Linked DNA regions of Mus musculus: regions 1 and 3 are each linked to region 2. A link is a contact called in public Hi-C and HiChIP or PLAC-seq data. All regions are on one chromosome and are shown on one strand. Each heading gives the region's core, a stretch centred on a gene start, on an enhancer-like site or on the middle of the called end of the contact. The rest is flanking DNA. Distances are from core to core; before and after follow the strand shown.

The links. A called contact is a pair of places that touch in the nucleus more often than the background predicts. HiChIP or PLAC-seq counts read pairs in DNA pulled down with a chosen protein or histone mark.
Region 1: a contact with region 2 is called in an H3K4me3 HiChIP or PLAC-seq map of the SCID.adh cell line, with 9 read pairs. The contact joins the promoter of Cfl2 here to the enhancer-like site in region 2. A contact is called at or near these places in 7 of 39 promoter capture datasets (the C10 cell line, HPC-7-derived erythroid cells, embryonic stem cells and 4 more), 1 of 484 Hi-C or Micro-C datasets (bone marrow-derived macrophages), 11 of 115 datasets of contacts at active chromatin or transcription factors (the 230-238 cell line, the SCID.adh cell line, VIP interneurons and 7 more) and 3 of 9 other capture datasets (adipose tissue, liver and pancreatic islet).
Region 3: a Hi-C map of group 2 innate lymphoid cells shows a contact between it and region 2, with 1.7 times the contacts expected there. The contact joins two enhancer-like sites. A contact is called at or near these places in 15 of 484 Hi-C or Micro-C datasets (the C10 cell line, Sertoli cells, adipose-derived mesenchymal stem cells and 7 more), 6 of 115 datasets of contacts at active chromatin or transcription factors (T-cell acute lymphoblastic leukemia, embryonic basal ganglia, embryonic limb bud and 3 more) and 3 of 9 other capture datasets (adipose tissue, embryonic stem cells and pancreatic islet).

Annotation. Positions count from the first base shown.
Region 1 is chr12:54,859,888-54,864,216 of GRCm38.p6, reverse strand. Cfl2 (cofilin 2, muscle) reads left to right here and starts at 1,340. Exons shown (of 4, transcript NM_007688.2): 1 at 1,340-1,473; 2 at 2,384-2,691; 3 at 2,804-2,880; 4 at 2,980-4,329. The coding sequence starts at 1,471. The coding sequence ends at 3,092.
Region 2 is chr12:55,048,544-55,052,762 of GRCm38.p6, reverse strand. It overlaps 2700097O09Rik (RIKEN cDNA 2700097O09 gene), which reads left to right. Exons shown (of 8, transcript NM_028314.2): 7 at 3,786-3,876. Among named protein-coding and RNA genes, the nearest start is that of 2700097O09Rik, 29 kb to the left of the region's middle. Within about 2 kb of position 2,587, at least 38 of the 459 cell types and tissues checked have an H3K27ac peak or open chromatin away from gene starts, as enhancers often do. A contact at or near this core is called in the SCID.adh cell line and group 2 innate lymphoid cells, where this site is marked.
Region 3 is chr12:54,833,840-54,837,893 of GRCm38.p6, reverse strand. No RefSeq gene overlaps it. Among named protein-coding and RNA genes, the nearest start is that of Cfl2, 27 kb to the left of the region's middle. Within about 2 kb of position 2,768, at least 263 of the 459 cell types and tissues checked have an H3K27ac peak or open chromatin away from gene starts, as enhancers often do. A contact at or near this core is called in group 2 innate lymphoid cells, where this site is marked.

The DNA of each region.
Region 1 (4,329 bases), core at 91-2,590, 190 kb after region 2:
TACTTATGTATAATAATAAATCTGTGGGCCTGAGAAAGTAGAGTGGACCGGAGCACCCACAACAGGCAGCTCAGGCAGCTCACAATGGTCTGCCACTCTTGCAACTCTAGCTCCAGTGATCAAACATCTTCTGGCTACTAAGGGCACCCACACACACATAGCAGACCTTCACACAGATACACCTACATGTACACTGAGTAAAAACAAAAGGATTTTTTACATTTATTTTTTATGTGTGTGCACATGTGCAGGTGTTTGTGAAGGTTAGGAGAGGGAGTCAGGGTCCATGGAGCTGAGCTCACAGGTGACGACTGCCTGTGTGCTGCCTGACATGGGGATAGGGTACCACCAAGCTCGATGACTTAAGTTTAATTCCCAGGGCCCACACGGTAGAGGAGAAATGACTCCCACAGCACACCTATTCACACACACACACACACACACACACACACACACACACACACTCTCTCTCTCTCTCTCTCACACACACACACACACACACACACGATTTCAACACAATTACCAAATCAAATGTGTCAGGCCCTTTTCTCTCCACATATAAACATTTATTTTTCTAGTAATCTCAATACATCCCATTTACAGGGGAAAAGAAACGTAACTTGAGCAGTTTCTGGTTTTACTTGGATTATAATTCTGTCCAAGGTATCTCCAGAGACTTTTTGTGACCTCACCCTCTTCTTGCAGAATTCCAGGTATAAGCCAACATTCCTGCTTCTCATTCTGCCTTTGCTTAGTACTTCAATCACTAAGGTAATATTTATAGTGTTCGTTCTCCTTTTAGTAATAAGAGGGGTCTAAACCCAGGGAGGTGGTGCTTGCCTGTAATCCCAACACCTGCAGGATGGAGGCGGGATCCGTTCAAGGTCATCTGCAGTTACTTCATGAATCAAGAGACCCGCAAAAGACTCCAAACGAGATCCTGTCTCAATTCAAACACACAAAGAAGAATAAGATCTTAACGATTCATTCAAAGTCGGGGCTTTCCAAAGGGGTCCCGAAAGGTTACAATCCGGACCCTTTCCGTGGAAAGCGCAAGTGAATGAAGCAAAGAGCTCTCTACCCGACCACCACACCCCGTTTCCTCACGTCACAACCCCCCAGAGCAGCGCCAGGAGCCCGCGAACCGCTCGAGCGTTGAACCCGGATTGGTCGCTACGACCATCCCTGTCAGCATCGGGGCTCCCGCCGCCGCTGCGCGTGGTTCTGCTAGCGGTTCTGGAGCTCCGGGGTCAGGCGGAGGACAGCGGCGGGGGCGGGGCCTGACCACGTGACCGCCCCCGCCCCGCCCGCCCTGCGGCCCTCCAGCCCGCCGCCCGCCCGCCCGGCTGCAGCTCCCGGCGTGCCCTGCACTCTCTGCTGCCCGCCGCCGACCCCTCCTTCTTCTCGTCCCAGTGCCACCGAGCCGGAGTCCGAGCCACCGCCGCCGCAGCCACTTCAGCCGCGGGCACTATGGTAAGGTGGGCGCGCCGGCGGGGGAATGCTGGGCGCGGCGCGGATCCCCGCGCGGCCGCCATCTTAACCCTGCCTGGGCCTGTGCGGTGGGCGCTTCGGCGCTGCGGGCCGAGGGCTCGAGGCCCTGCGGCCGCTCCGAGTCCCGAGGCGGGAGGGCCCGGCGCAGGCCCGGCGCGAGAGGGTCGCTCCTTGGGCCAGGGCCCCCGCGTGTTGCTCTGCCCTGCGCGGCTTAAGGTTTTTAACTCGCGCGCTGTAAGGTTGGTACGTGGCCAGCAGCCTCTGGGTGAGGGTCTAGGAGGCCGGCCATAACGCCGTTCCGAGGAGATTGAACAGGTAGAAACCTATTTTAAAACGCTTTTCTCGCCGTAGGGAGCCTTTTCACGGGATCTGTTAGTTTCAAAGCGGCTGCCAATGGGCGGTGGGGCGTAATCGCTGTAGCCGCAGCGGGTTGGAGTTTACACTTGATTCTCTTTCCTTATGTGGAAGCAGCCGTGGCTAAGACGGCTTTAAAGAAAGAAAAAAAAAATAGTAGAAGCGTTAACTGAAATCCTGGAGTGTTTTTTTTTAAGGCCTGCAGAGTTGACACAATACAGAAGGTATTTTTGCTGCTGCTCCTGAAGCTCTGACATCACCCAGTGAAATAGGAAACATTTCAGGCATGGCTCAACTGTATTTGTCCCTTCCCACCTCCCGTTAGCGGTTCTCTCCGTACTCCTTTAAGAAGGATGAATGAGCAGTATGAGTTAGACATTTTACCCGTATCTTCTTCTGATATTTAAAATTGACAGACCTAATAGGACTGCTTACGTTGTTTGGTGCAGTTTTTTAATACTCTGGCCAGACTGAAGTCTATGATTTTGGTTAAAACCGAAATCCTTATTCTAAATTCCCACCCTTTGTTTGTTTTCAGGCATCTGGAGTTACAGTGAATGATGAAGTCATCAAAGTTTTTAATGATATGAAAGTAAGAAAATCTTCTACACAGGAGGAGATCAAAAAAAGAAAGAAAGCAGTTCTCTTCTGTTTGAGCGATGACAAAAGACAAATAATTGTAGAGGAAGCCAAGCAGATCTTGGTGGGTGACATTGGTGACACTGTAGAGGACCCCTACACATCTTTTGTGAAGTTGTTGCCTCTGAATGATTGCCGATATGCTTTGTACGATGCCACGTACGAAACAAAAGAGTCTAAGAAAGAAGACCTAGTATTTATATTCTGGTGTGTAAAAACAAAAGAAAAAAAGTACTTCTAAAAGTGCAAGGATTATTATTATCAGAGTCAGTTTTTGCCTTTGTTTTTCTTTTGAAATTCAACATTTTCTCCCCCGTAGGGCTCCTGAAAGTGCACCGTTAAAAAGCAAGATGATTTATGCTAGCTCTAAAGATGCCATTAAAAAGAAATTTACAGGTACCAACATCGACTGTTCTGTACAAAAAAAAAAAATTTTTTTTTTTACTCTTTCTTAGTTATAAGGTTAATGAGGTGTGTTTTTCTTTTCCGTTTTAGGTATTAAACATGAGTGGCAAGTAAATGGCTTGGACGATATTAAGGACCGCTCGACGCTGGGAGAGAAACTGGGGGGCAGTGTTGTAGTTTCCCTTGAAGGAAAGCCACTATAAAATAATAGCCAAGTGCCATTTGATCTTAAGGGGCTTACACGTATCTCTCCAGCTCAGTCCACTGGAATTGTATTAGGTTTTGTTTTTTTTTGTTTATTCCCTTTTCACTGGTCCCGTTCGTGAATGAGTGAATATAAGAAGCCTGTCAGTATTGCCATGAGACTGTTTCATATGGTTACTTTTCTGTATTCCCAAGGAATGCCTTCCTGTCTTATTTTAGCCAAAACAAACTGGTTCCATGCCTTCCTTGCAGTGAACGTTACAATGGATGTGGTTGTCAATGTGAATAGCTTAGAGTACTACAAAGGGTAAGCTAACTGAATGCCTTGAAAATATTATCCACTGGTCGGTCATATGGGAGACTTGTTTCAGTATTATTTATAGTTGCACTTGATTACCGTTCTCTGAGGCACTGGAGCCTTCATACACCTCACCTGCCTTGGCAAGCCTATTTTTGTGACCTGGCAGCACAGATTTAACACTATTCGTTAAAAGCACTTTTTTTTTAATGCGTTTAATCCCTTATAAAGAATGCCAATTAAGTTTTATTACCTGTCATCAATTTATCCTAGTATCTCAGTGTTCATTCTTCTTGCCTTCATATTTTTTTCAAAGAAACAGCTGTGCTAATGTCTTTGGTTTCCCGATGAGTGTACACTACTGTATAATTTATGTTTACCATATGAGTCTTGAAACACTACAGATATTTTGAATATCAGTCATGATGGCAATTTCTGTATAAAAGAGCCTTAAATGGAACATTGTTTTGAGATCAAACTCCCTACCCTCACAAAAGTGGCCACGTTGCAATAAAAATTGTGGCAGATTACAGAATGTTGCCTTGTTTTCCTTGGAAATTTTGCAAATTGTTATGTGAAATTTTAGGGTAACGGTGATTAAGCTCTGCACTGGTATTTGGAATTTTTTTTCCTTTAATCTTTGGTTTAAAAACATCTTAAAATCACTTATATACAATCATTAAAAGAGTGGTAATTTTATAAATGCTTATTTATGTTATAAAATGGAGATCAGAAAAAAATTCTTTTTGCACTTTGGCCTATCCAGTATCTTATTTATTCTCTAGATAAGCTAGGATATTAATCCAGAGTTACATTACTGAGAATTGAGTAGTATAAGTAGGATGTTTTTATTACTTGGTCATAATGAAAATAATTTGTAAAATGTCATTCGAAGGTTAATGATGATTGTGATGTTTAGGAATGTTTGTCTCAGCCAC
Region 2 (4,219 bases), core at 1,338-3,837:
AAAGTGAGTTCCAGGACAGCCAGGGCTACACAGAGAAACCCTGTCTCGAAAAAACAAAAGAAAAAAGTCACTTCTGTCCACCATATGTGTTCTGGGTATCAAACTTGGGTCATCGGGCTTTATGTAAACCACCCTCTGAGCCATCTCAGCGCGCCCTGTAATATGGACTTTTGGGTGGATCTAAAATGGTAGCATGACTCCCACATCCACTTAGGGTACAGTTAAATAGCTCCCAGGGGTTTGGTACTGTTCTTTGCTGTCATTGTGCTAATCTCTTGTCTTAGTTTCCTCTCCTGATGCTGTGGTAAAGCCTGACAAAGGCAAGGTAAGGGAGAAAGGCTATTTGGGTGCTCAGTGCCTTTTGTCTGATGATGGGTAGTGGATCCACACTCAGGAATGGGAAGCAGAGAGTAAATGCATGCTAATTAGCCCAGTCTCTTCAGTTAATCTGACCAAAATAACACCCTAACAGCTAGCCCCTAGCCCCTCTTCTCAGCTGTTTCAGATTCTGTCAAATTGACCGTTAACACTAGCCATCACACCGATCATAAAACAGTATGGAGTAACCAAGGCTTAACAGAGAGGATGAGAATATTAACCTTCAAAACTAGCTAATTCTGTGTTTGCTTTTTTGCTTTGCCCACGGCCTGGTACATGCTAGGCAGGTGCTCTATCTCTAAGCTACATCCTCTAACAGTGTCCCTGAGGAAGGACCCTCTAACAGGTTCCTGGAGTTATCTCACTCTCCAGCTGGTGGAGAAGGTAGCAACTGTCTGATCACTTCTCTGTGCAGCCCACACTGGCCTTGAACTTGAATTCCTCTTGCCTCTGCCTCCTGATGCTGACAGGACAGGCATTTATCACCACATCAGCAGCTTTTTTACTTTTAAACTTACTTGCAGATAAGAAAAACATATAATTGTTGACGAGTATATCGTCACTGGTATACTAATGAGGCACTGAGAGAAAAATAATGTTAAACACTTTGGAGATTTATAGATTTCAAATGCTGAAAAAATGTTGAAAGCTGTTGGTGAATTGTGGGGGCAGGGTGGGATCTATATTTAGATGGGTGTGGTAGCGCATGCCTTTAACCCCAGCACTAGGATCCAAGAGGCAAGCAGATCTCTGAGTTCCAGACCAGGCAGGGCTCCATTATGTGACCCTGACTTTAAGTAAAAATAAAAACAGCTTTTTTCATATATTCATTCATAGAGACTACATGAGTTACTGAACAAGTAGTAGCTATATGATGTTATATAATTATTTCTGTTTAGGGACGGTGAAGTCCTCGGTGAATGTGTTATTGATGTGGTCGTGGTCATGTCAAGGACGCCACACCTTAGACTCATGAGAATGATAAGGCTTTCCTGTGTTCCTATGCAGATATTTACAGTGTATGTAGAAAATAACTACCATGCTTTCTACCCCTGGATGTTCACAGCCTGAAAACTGCTCCCCTAGTGAGGCTGCCCCTAGTGAGATTAGCTAAACCTGTCTTCTTGTCAGCTCTATGTAGTAATCTCCCTTTGTGTCCAGCTGCATGCAGTAACCTGCTCAACTGTGTATAATAAACACGCTGGGCTTCCAGCTGATGCATCTTCTCCATCCGGAAGGAGAGTAGAGCCCACCCAACTTGAGTGTTTCTGATTGCCTCTAGGGCAGGGTTCCTGGACCCATGCCGTACCAGGACACAGAACTTCTGCTTTAGTCTGTGACCGTGAATTCAGCTAAATAGCTAATTCAGGGCATCCTGAACTCTGTGAGGCGTGCGTGTCTCAGACAAATGAAAAAGTCATGCTAATCTAGTTTTTCATTTTTTTTTAATTAAATGGGCTTGTAAAGTACATCATTTTTAGGAACCACATTAAAAAACGATAGCTCTAGTTGAAACAGTGCTATGTGATTATCATTCGCATCCTGAAAAAAAACAAATGTTGCATTATTTTGTAAATAAGTTCTAAATATGATACCTGCTAGCCATAGCCTCAACCAAAAATAAGTACAACTGATACTGCTACCCACCCACCTCACCAGTCACACTGCAGAGACTGTTCCCCACTGGTGGGGAACCAAGATCTGTGCAGTGTAGTGTGGTGTATATCAACCCTGGGAGTTAAACAGAACCGGGCAAACACACAGCTCCCTGACATGCACTGGCGGGTCATTTCATTATCCTATAGAACTGGCTGGTCCCTCCAAACTCTGCAGATGCTCTTTAATGTTGGAATTCCATCCCTAAAATACTCCAGCCAGCCAGGTGAGCTATGATTTAACTCTTGACGTGAGTTTAAAAGATCTAATCTACACACCATACACAGCTACACAGTTATTTTTGGTTTCTGGCTTCTGTGCCCCTGATTTTCCCAGACTCCTCATCTTCCTCAACCCCCCCCCCCCCCAGTCTGAAGGACTGATTCTCATGTGCTCTGTGGAGAAAGTACAAGGCTTTGATGCTGATCCTGCTTGACTTGTGTGATTCTGAAAACTTCACTTCTCTTATTCAGAACCTTTACGGTAACCCACATCCCCATCTTGTTAATATCAGTACTTTGACCTTGTAACTTTACCAGCACCCCTCAGGAACTGGAAAATTTGCCAATTTCTACTGTGTTGCTGTGGTTCTATTTCCTGTGGGTAAACATTTTGCCTATCTAGATTTCTAGATACTGACTGCATTTTCTTTTGTCATCCTTATTCAAAAAAATAAAATAAAATCCAGTGTCTGATAAAAGCTGACACGTCAGGCTTTTGTTTCGCTCTTTATAGTGAAGTTTTGAGTTCTCAGCAAAACTTTAAAAAAGATAAAGATTTCCTGTACACTCTGCCCCACGCACCTGCTGAAACTGTACCATTGTCGTCCCTCCCACCAGAACAGTATGCTTCTTATGATGGGTCTTGGGTACTGAATAGTCACCAGAAGTCTCCAGTTTACAGTAGCGTTCACTCTTGGTGCTTCGAAGCCCGTGTGTGTGTGTGTGTGTGTGTGTGTGTGTGTGTGTGTGCATGTATTGATATGTAGTGACATGCACCCAGCCTTAAAACATGGACAGTAGTTTCACTCCCCTAAAAATCCCCTGCTCAGCTCTTGGTCCTGTACTCTCACCTCACCCTTGGCAGCCACTGATATTTTTACCAACCCATAGTTTTACTTTCCAGCTGTGACAGTTAGAATCAGACAATCCAGAATCCTTCCAGGTTAGGTTCCCTCTCTAGCAACAGACGTGAGGCTCTTTGTGTCTTAATGACTTGAGCACATTTCCTTTTAGAGCCGAACAATATTTCAGTTGTCTAGATATGCCACAGTTTATCCATTCCCAAGTTTATAAATTATGAATAAAACTACAATAAATAATTATGTACAGATTTTTTTGCAAATACATGTTTTTAACTTCTTTGTGTAAATAGCAGTGTACAGTTGCTGGGTTGTATGTTAAAGGCCACATCCCGGATTTTGTTGGGTGTGCTGTTGCTTTGTTCAGATGGAGTCTAATTCTAGAGCCAAGGATGGTGCCCTGAAGCTCACAGTGTACCCCAGGCTGGCCTGTAACCCCAGAGGAGCCTCCTGCCTCAGTTTGCTCAGTGCTGGGATCCCAGGTGTGAACCCCCAAACTTGGCTGGGCTATGACTTAGAGCTAGAGCAGATTTCTGAACAGGCTTGTGGCTCTCCTCCCCATGATGAGAGAGGAAGAGGAGACATTGAGCAAGAGAGCTATCTCTGTTCTCATTAATATGCAATATTATCTTACCCTTATTTCATTATATCAGTTTTTGATGTTTTCTAGTGCCTGGAACTACATCATCCATAATGTAAGAAAGCAAGGATCACTATTAGTGACAGTACCAAGTCTCCAAGAGTCTCTCATGGGGCTACAGGTATGTAGCTACGTTTCCTACTGTTGATTGGTTGGTTGGTTGATTGGTTGGTTAGTTGGTTGGTTAGTTGGTTGGTTGGTTGGTTGGTTGATTTGGGTGGTGGCAAGAATTATGGCTCTTGAGCTGGGTGTGGTAGCACGGGCCTTTAAATCCAGCACCCAGGAGTGAGAGGCAGGTAGATCTCTGATTTTGAAGCTGGCCTGGCCTATAGAGAGAGTACTAGGATAGCCAAGGTTACACAGAAAAAAATACAATAAAAAAAAAAACCCAAAAACCTCCCCACCCCTCAGGGCTCCTGCCTGTCAGGCAAGCACAGTACTGATCTATATCCCTAGCCCTTCAA
Region 3 (4,054 bases), core at 1,519-4,018, 220 kb after region 2:
AAGTAAGTCTAGATCCAAAAAAGAAACTAAATGTCACTTTGCATTTAACTATCACGTCTCCTATAGTCACTTCTGAAGTTGAGCCTTCCAGTCTTTGGAGCTAGGCGAGTGGCCTTCCTATTCATTTTTATTTACTTCAGTGGAGGTCATATGTAAATGAGGTCATATGTAAGTGCAGGTCCCAGCAATTTGTTATCAGCATCAATTGCTTTTTAGGTAAGTTCTCTTCATACAATCGGGCTGGCCTCAGACTCAGGCTCCTCCTGTCTTCATCTCCAGAGTCACCATTTTTTAGACAAGTGTTTACAGAAATGGAGAAGGCAGTTTGTGCTGAATGTAGCTCTACTCAGCTCTTAGCTTTGACCAATAAGTACATCCAGTAATATGTGTTAATACCATAGACATACATAGTGACAGGTGCTGGCAGACCAGAGAAACAGCATTCCATTTAGGACACACCCGAATCTAAGTAGTGACAGGCTATCTAGGTGATAAGACTGGGAGATGGGACCTTTTAAGGTAAAGAAAGATAGCCTGCTTTAATCCCAGCCATCAGGAGGTAGAGGCAGGCAGATAGATCTCTGTGGGTTCAAAGCCAGTCTGGTCTACAAACCAAGTCCAGGACAGCCAGGGCTCTGTTACACAGAAAAACTCTGTCTCAAAAAAACAAAACAAACAAACAAACAAACAAAAAAACAAAATACAAACCTAAGATGGCCTGGGCTGGGCTTCAGAGCAACTTGTAGGACAGCCAGGCTACACAGAAAAAAAAAAAAAAAGTTTCAAACAAAAACAAACAAACGCCAAGAAAGTAAATAAGTAAGTCATATGCGGATAAGATGGTGAAGATAGTTAAATGCAAAGTGACATTTAGTTTCTTTCTGCTCTTTGGCTCTAGACTTACTTATCAATTGCCAGTGCCCACCAAGTAGCTTGTAACCCATCTATAACTAATGGCCTCTTTTAGCTTCTGAGGGCTCCAGGTGTGTACCTGGTGCACACACAGGCAGGAAAATCTCTCATACACACAAAAGAAACTAAAAATAATTTAAAAAGGTAAAAAGCCACCAGTAGAGATGTGACCGGGGATCCCCGCAGTGGGTGACTATCCCCAGAAGAGACACTTGTGCGCATGAGTGAGTCTGAACTCTGGGATGCATCTGGGAACGGAGCAGCTGATCCCGCTGCAGTCCCAGGAAGATCAAGGCGGGCAGGGCTTCCCAGGGGGGAGGAAGGAAGGTTGGACCAGATAATGAGACAGCAACAAACCCTACTCCCAAGCTGCTAGTGGCTTTTCGCTCCCATGTGGAGTAATTCTTAAGATGGAGCTAGAAGAGCTAGGGGCGGAGCTGGAGTCAGATAAACTGGAGGATTGAGCAGAGGTCAGCTGAGGAGCCAAGCCCCGGCCCTCATCACGCCTGAGACAAGCCGCCTTTGAGGAAGACCTGAGCGGGCACTGGAGCTGGGAGCCAGGGGCAGGGATTCAAGAATCTTCATCAGGAAGAGAAGGGGCCCACGAAGAGACAAGCTGGGAGTAACGCCAATTCAGTCAGGGTGGTAGGGAACAAGTGGAAAGAATCTGTGTCCGTGTCAAAATGGAACCGCTAAGTTAGCCAACTCCGAAAGCAACACATGGCCACTCGCAGGAAGCTTGCGGTATAGAATACATTTCTGTACATATTAAAAACTAGGGAGCTGGAGTGATTAAAAATATGTACTACTCTTGCAGAGGACCAGAGTTCTGTCCTTATCACCCATAGCCAGCACCTATAACTCCATCTCCAGATGATCTGACTCCCATGGTCACCAAGACTCACATGTATACACCTCCCTATACACGTAATTCAAACTAATACTTCAAAAAAAAAAAAAAAAAAAAAAAAAAGACAGCCGGGCGTGGTGGTGCACACCTTTAATCTCAGCACTTGGGAGGCAGAGGCAGGCAGATTTTTTCTGAGTTCGAGGCCAGCCTGGTCTACAGAGTGAGTTTCAGGACAGTCAGGGCTATACAGGGAAACCCTGTCTCGAAAAAAAAAAAAAAAAAAAAAAAAAAGAAATTCCATGAGCACATTTGCTCAGCAGAGCAGATAAGAGTGCTTGCCTCCAACCCTCATGGCCTGAGTTTGACCCCTGGAACCCATATGATAAAAGGCAGGACTGACTGGCACAAGTTGTCTTCTGACTTCCACACATGTGCCATGACACATGCATACCCGCAAACATGAACACAAATAAACATAAGAAAACATGTTGCTGTTCAGTCAATGAACATGTTGCTGAACAAATGACCACAGCACATCCACTCAATTTATCAACTTTAATCAGGTTGGGAAGCATTGAATGAAATCAACTGTGGCGGTGCAGGTCGAGAGTTTAAAGTCATCCTTTGGTTACATCATGCGTTCGAGTTCAGCCTGGGCTACATGAGATCCTATCTCAAAACCAAACAAGCAACAGCAAAAGCCAGACCCTTCACTGTGTGGGGGCTGTAGTTCAAGCTTAGAGGCAGCATGAGCATAAGAAGTGTGTGAGCGTCACTGCCATGTTCTCTGCAGTGAGCTCTTCTCCTCAGAGAAGTGACTCATCATGGCGAGATTATCACTGCTAAGAAACCAACCCCCAGCACTGCATTTCGCCTCCAATTAATTATGAAAACAGTCTTGCTACAGTTACGGAAAAGGGAGACGTGTGCTTCCCCCGTAGGTTAAGGGGAGAGCTGTTCACTGGCAACGTTTCCTGTAAAGAAGAATTGACCGCTCCTGCTCCCCAAGGGCGGGGCTTTCCAGTGGGGGCGGGGCGGAGGCTTGAACAGCTGCACATTTCCAACATAGTATTCCCTACATGGTGTCAAGTGACTGGGAACAGGGTTTCAGCCACTCAGGATGACTTAGTCAGCCCCTTAGTCATCAGCTGCTTAGAGGCAACAATGAGAAGCTTGTGTTTGTGTTTCTGTGTGGGGTACAAGGGACAAAGAACAGCAAATACCCACACACTGCAGTGCTGATCCTAGCTTTCCTCTCAAAAGCATCCTTAATCGTATATATATCAAAGATAAAATCTTTTTAAACTTCAAATCTTATTTAATAATGAATTCTTTCAAAACAAATTATACAAGACAGAGTAGCTGACTGGGGGTGGGTTTTGCCACCATTGTCTTTTTTTTTTTAACATGCCATAGAATCTATTTTGACCATAATATCCCTCCCCTAACTTGTCCCCCCCATTCAGTTTTATGTTCTTTCTATTTATATATAGAAAGAACATAATATATATACATATATAATCATATATAATTTCTTAAATATATATAACAGTTTGAGTGTGCATATGTAGTTGAAAATAGAATATATACTGCAGTGTAGCTGTACATTATTTCCAAATAGTTGTCTAGAAATTCCCTTTTCCCCTTCCTTACTAAAAAGGTTACACATGAATAATAACCAGAAAATATTTCTAACTTACAGAAGTGTACACAGCCAATCTTCCATCACTACCCTTGTTCAGTCTCCCTCTCCTAGCCCCCTGCCCCTATAGAAGATGCAAATCCAACATTACCATCTCACTGGCTTTTGCACAAAAGGCAGATTCCAAGAGGAAAAGTCAGGAGTCACTAAGCATGAATCCCACTGTGGACACACCCCTGGGGAGCGCTAAGGAAAATCGTGGCCAAGTGTCTGAATATAGATCAGGCCAGTTCCAGGGAGATGATACGAGAGCCAGTCATCTCTGGGATTGCTTCTCCCTGCCCGTGCCTCTAACTAGCTGCTCTCCCTCAGACAGCTCTAGTCTCCCAGCCGTGAGTAGACACCATCACAGAGCTGTGAAATGAGACCAGGTGTGCAGAACACCAGCAAGTCACACCGGGAGGAACCCAGTGGTTAGTAGCTTCCCGTCCTCCTCCATGTGGACTTGGGTACATCAGAAGCACATACTGACTTATTTTTAACGAAGTTCTATTTCTGGATGTTTGCAGGGAAAGTGATAATCCCATGCACACCCTGTTATAGAAGGTAAAGGGGTGTGCCTGTGCCCCCACCGTGCTGCTCAGGCTATG